Linked DNA regions of Danio rerio: region 2 is linked to region 1. A link is a contact called in public Hi-C data. All regions are on one chromosome and are shown on one strand. Each heading gives the region's core, a stretch centred on a gene start, on an enhancer-like site or on the middle of the called end of the contact. The rest is flanking DNA. Distances are from core to core; before and after follow the strand shown. Region 1 has its middle 12 kb from the start of si:ch73-31d8.2. Region 2 overlaps rftn1b (raftlin, lipid raft linker 1b).

Region 1 (2,816 bases), core at 191-2,690:
TTGGCCAGCCCAATCACCAGACATGAACATTATTGAATATGTCTGGGGTAAGATGAAGGAGGAGGCAATGAAGATGAATTCAAAGAATCTTGATGAACTCTGGAAGTCCTGCAAGAACTCTTTCTTTGGCATTCCAGATGACTTTATTAATACGTGATTTGAGTCATTGCAGAGATGTATGGGTGCAGTCCTCCAAGCTCATGGCAGTCAGTCACAATATTCATTCTGTTTCCACTGCATCATGACTTTATATTCTATACTGGACATTATTTCTGTTCAGTGACAAGGCTTTTGTCTAAGCAAAGTCAGACCTTACTGTCCTATTTAAGTAATTAAAAATCAAGCCATGATCATGTTTTATTTTGGTAAAATAAGCGTAATCTAGAGGCTTTTGCCTTTCATACAAGCCACTTCTGATACCAAATGATCAACTAGAAGTCAAGTTATTATTTGCTGTTCCTAAACCTTTTGGCAGGTAGTGTAGTTAAACTTTATGCTCAAGATCATTAAGAAATTTTTCATGGTATTCATGACAATTAAGTACATTTCCCTCAACTATACCACAGTAATGAGAATCGAATGAGAATCATCTTTAAGAATAAAATCTGCACAAAACTTAGAATATCTGAACAGATTAAGAAATGTGAAGAAAGTTAAGTGCTTAATTGTCGTACTGGTGCAATGCAAACAAACATCTCAATGGTCCTAAAATGGACCTGTTCTCTTCATGCAAAACATTGCATGATTTTAGGATGAAATGAAAAGAGAGTAGGTTTTTGGCAGATGTCACAGCAGCAATCGATAACAACATACAAGTCAAAATGAAACTAGCTACATTTTAAAATTAGGCTGCATGCTAATTCCTGCACTTAGCAAAATAAGCATATCCTTTTAGTCTGCATAAATAAATAAAGATGGGGGACACAAACTTGTCATACCATTGCTTTTGTGGAGCCAAAAACCTGGAATTAACAAGTATCCTTAACCTTGTTCTTGACCCACCCTTTATTCCTGTAGCTGACGTGCAAATGTTTTTTGAGTTTCACTTTACATGCATTCTAATACAACAATGGTGCACAGGTCTGTTCACAATGTCAGATTGTAGTACAATAATATAATATCAAAGAAATAATAATGCAAATGCATTATCCTTAAATAAATGCAAACAACAAGTGCATTTAGTTGAGATGCTAACTTATAATAAGACTTATTGCCTTATTTTCTGACAATGTAACCAAAATAAAGGTGAGTCAAGGCAAGAAGAAACTTTTTTTTTTTCAGGAACCTCTCAATTTTGAGATTTTGGGCTTTGTTGGACTCTGTTTTAAGGTTATAAAGGTTTTTTTTTTTCTAGTCTAATGGAAAGAAAACACTTTTATATAATTTTACTAAAGGCTGTCTGTATATTTCATTTGCAATACATATTTTGATTTAAAAAGAGACCCAAAATCCCAATACGTAAAATCCAATGTTCAGGGGAGTAGACATGCAATAATTATTTATCACACATTATATTTAAATCTACTTACTATGCGTCAGAGTAGGCTTTGTGTGTCAGAAAAGCAAGTCATTAAACCATACCAGTCAACACTAGAATAGAAAAACATGGGATACGCCCCCAACAACCGTTACAAGTATGGTGATGAAATTACCTTCAAGTGATAGAATAAAAACATTAGAAAATTTAAAATAAAATAAAAAAGTTGAGCCTATTAAAATCACTTTACTGATTACATAAGTGTTCTCGTATGCGTCAAAGGGTTAAAAGTGTGTTCATTTTTTTACTTTAATTATGCAGTGATTACTCTGCGTACCACAGTTTGAGAACCACTGATCTAGTATCTCGTTCAACAGACAAAAGAAACTCATTAAAGGTTGTGAGTAAACTGAGGAAATTACACTATAAAATCCAAAAAGTTACAGTAACTCAAACTGTTTAAGGAAAACGATTGCGACAAACCATTTAGGTTCAAAAACTAATCCCAATGAGTACTGTGAACTTAATCCATTTGAGTAAATACAGCAATTTGAGCACAGTAAACCCAATAAATGAAACCAACTGAGTACTGTCAAACCCAATAAGTTTAGGCAACTTAAACCATTTGAGGAAACTGACTGCGACAAACTATTTGAGTTAAACCAAAATAAGAGTTTAAAATATACTAAGTAAGTACTGTGAACTTAATCCATTCAACACTGAGTTCAAAACTCTTTTCAAATGAGTAGAATTAACTTTTAGTCAAGTTTTAGTTAACTTTACTCATTTCATTTGATAAAGTTGACTGTTGGGTTTTACAGTGTATCCTTTTAATGTAATGTAATTAATCAATAAGCGCAAGTATGGCAATAATAATGTTATTTTACTCCCCAGTTCAAATCCAATGTTCAGATTTTGTTAGTGGCAATACAAATTAGCATTTAATAAAATACTGCACAAAATTATTTGCACATTTAAGCATGTAATTTTACAAAAACAATGCACAATTCAATTTTTCTGTTCAGTCTAATGGAAAGAAAACATTAAAAATACACTTGTATCAAATTGTATCGATGGGTGTCTGTAGATTTCATTCACAATACATATTTTGATAAAGAAAGAGACCCAAAATCCCAGTATGTAAAATCCAATGTTCACATTTTGTTAGTAGAGATGCTAATTAGCAAATAATGTCTTACTTGCACATCTACATACTGGATTTTACAAAATGTGTAATAAAAAAAAGATGTGCAATTCTCAAAGGGAGGGTTCACCCACAAATTACAATTTGTCATCGTTTACTCATCCTACACTTGCTTCTTCTTTTAAACAAAAGAAG
Region 2 (2,816 bases), core at 166-2,665, 260 kb before region 1:
CTTAGACCGGCCCACCTCAGTTCACAACTGACTATATTAAAATAACGTCATTTCCAATTCAGTTTCTAATGACACTATCACATATTTTTTAAGAAAACAGCTGCTTTATAAGTTGAAATGTTCAACAACCCAAACAGTATTATATGTCTTAACAATAAAAATGGGGGGAAAAATATTCAATTAGATTGGTAAGGATCAAACTCAGGTACTGGACCGTGGTAACGCAACGTGCTGACCACTGGACCACAATGGCATTATTGTTAAAAACTTGTCTATTGACAACTTAATCTTTTTCTCCCCTTTCTAGATTTCTGATCAATTTATGTCAGATTTATTAATGTAGTGAGTCATCTGATTTTCATTGAGCAGGTTTAATATTCATTAATATTAATTATTCGAATTCTTATATTCACTAAGGTGCCGCTGTTTGGGGTCCAATAATAGTTACGTCATCATTAACCTGCAGGCTGCATTTTGCTCACGGGGCTGCGAGAAAACAAATAAAAAGCCAGGAGCTGCGGCAAAATAATGAATAAAAAGAGTGAGACTATGGTCAAATAATATAAAAAATGAAAAAAAGTGCGAATGCTGAGAGTGCAAGCAGCTAGGGACACCGGCCCTCGCGGCCAAAAAACGGACCGGCCCATCGGGATTTCTCCCGGTCCTCCCGATTAGCCAATCCGGGCCTGATATTATATACTGTGTGTCAGGTGAACTTTAGTCATCCCAACTTACATCAATCAAACTGACCAAAAATATTAAGTTAAGCTGTGTATAAATTAAAAAAAATTACTTGAAACCCAATTAAAGTATTACAATAAGTGAAAGCAACATCAAAGATATTTGTTGTCTTTTTGTCATTATTTTTTACAGTGCAGTGTACTTAAAAAAGTGTATTATCATAACCTAAAATAAACAAACAAAAAAAAGAGTAAAATACATAAAACAATGACATTTCTAAAGTATCTTAAAACAAAAAGACAAAAAACTACTTAAGCTGAATATAAAAAAACTATCAGGGTTATTCCACAAAAATACTGATTTCTTTATTTAAAGTACTCTTTACTCAAAATGACTTTGAATCCCTCTGAAAACACCACACTATATGTTTTATTTTTTTATTCTTTTTTTTATATATTATAGAAATGCTGATATGTGGCACCATTTCTAATGAAGTTAAATAAAACCTTTTCCTACTTTCAAATATGCAATGTGAACATGAGTTTTAACACCAACAGTACAGCAGGAGGCGCAATCGCACCAAAATCAGCATTTCACACACTCAAAGTTGACCAGCATTAGGAGTTATACTGTACATGTTAGTTAAGAAAACAATCAACGTGAATAGAAGGGTTTAATCTACAATAGAAAGAAGAGTGAAGAACAAAAGCATGAAAAATATTGACATGCATGGTGTTTGTTTTTCCTTCTATCTAAATCAATGGCTGCAGGTTTCTAGTATTGATCAAAATTACTTATTTTGTAAAGAAAGACACTCATAAAGGTACAAAAATTCACTGATTATAGTGAGGAATTGTACATCTTTGGGTGAACCATCCCTTCAACCAGTTAAACACTGCTGCTATTTTGGGATTTCCGCCTGGATTTTGCCTACCCAAATTTAAAAGCTTCCTAAATTCACATGCAGAGATGTAAATGCAAAAATGTGATATCATTTTAAAGAAAACCCTTTGAATTTTCATAAAACACTATTGGAAGTGTTTAAAATATCTGTATATGTTGTCTGTGTTATGATTAACACCTAAAAAAGTGACAATTTTTGTATTTTTTTTATAAACTCAAATTTAAAAGTGTACCTTTTAGGTACTGTGTGGTCTAGGGTGCTGTAATTAATTTTGGTGGTTCCTGCATGTCTGTAATCATAGGAAAAATGCCTCTCCCATAATCTATGCAAAAGTTATTGTATTCCAAGTGATGAGAGGTGCTATGCAAGCCACAGGGACCGATCATTCTTTTCATATTTCACTATTCTTTTGCTTGATCAAACATATCTCACTGTGTTTGGACCACATCAGACATATAAAAGGATTACTTATGCACATCACCTCAAAAACAGAGAATAATGGCCCTGAAGTGCACAGCATAAGGTAAGAGATGACAGCTGTCTGTGCTATCTGGGGCTGCTCATTGATCATAAATGTATTGTTTTTCACACCCCGATTCATTCGACAACAGTTTGATATGTTAAAATAATTCAGTAAAAAGAATGCTAGAACCGTATGAGCACTGGCAAGAGCTTTCTTTGAGCTATACTTGTACATGTGTCATATATGAACCATGTGAAAAATATGAAAATGAACCAATGTAAAATACCTAGCTCGGGTCTCCAAAATACTGTGTATTTAAGTGTAAATAACTTTTGTACAGTAAAAACCAAATTGATGCATACGTGCAGAAAATATAGATTCTACACTTTCAAACGAAATCACTTACAGGGGTCTGGTGCAATGCTAGCCCTTTAAATCTTAAAGCGAAAGTCGATGACAACACAGAGTTTACCTGGTTGTGTATTTTGGATGCTTTGTTTACATTAGACTGAAAAATACACTTTACAGAAAGCCGAAAAACCTAAGATCTCATAACTAACACAAATGCCTGAAATAACCTGTGAAGTTCGCAATGCAAGTGTCCAGCTTGATCTCACGAGGAAACGTAAGTATTTTACGTTTTGTCAGTTTAGTGGCTAATTCGTACAAATTAAATGTACGATTTTAAAAAAGAGGCGTGGCACCTAACCCCACCCCTAAACCTAAACATCATTGGGAGATGAGCAAATCGTACTAGATTGTATGAAT

The links. Hi-C and Micro-C count contacts between places; a contact is called where the count stands out from the background.
Region 2: a Hi-C map of skeletal muscle shows a contact between it and region 1, with 2.2 times the contacts expected there. The contact joins two enhancer-like sites. A contact is called at or near these places in 4 of 18 Hi-C or Micro-C datasets (caudal fin, hematopoietic stem cells, skeletal muscle and 1 more) and 1 of 4 datasets of contacts at active chromatin or transcription factors (caudal fin).

The regions. Positions count from the first base shown.
Region 1 is chr16:53,244,660-53,247,475 of GRCz12tu, reverse strand. No RefSeq gene overlaps it. Among named protein-coding and RNA genes, the nearest start is that of si:ch73-31d8.2, 12 kb to the right of the region's middle. Within about 2 kb of position 1,440, at least 1 of the 62 cell types and tissues checked has an H3K27ac peak or open chromatin away from gene starts, as enhancers often do. A contact at or near this core is called in skeletal muscle, where this site is marked.
Region 2 is chr16:53,499,695-53,502,510 of GRCz12tu, reverse strand. All of the region lies in intron 2 of rftn1b (raftlin, lipid raft linker 1b), which reads left to right. The region is part of intron 3 of LOC100536500 (cysteine-rich venom protein natrin-1); the gene reads right to left. Among named protein-coding and RNA genes, the nearest start is that of plcl2, 39 kb to the left of the region's middle. Within about 2 kb of position 1,415, at least 1 of the 62 cell types and tissues checked has an H3K27ac peak or open chromatin away from gene starts, as enhancers often do. A contact at or near this core is called in skeletal muscle, where this site is marked.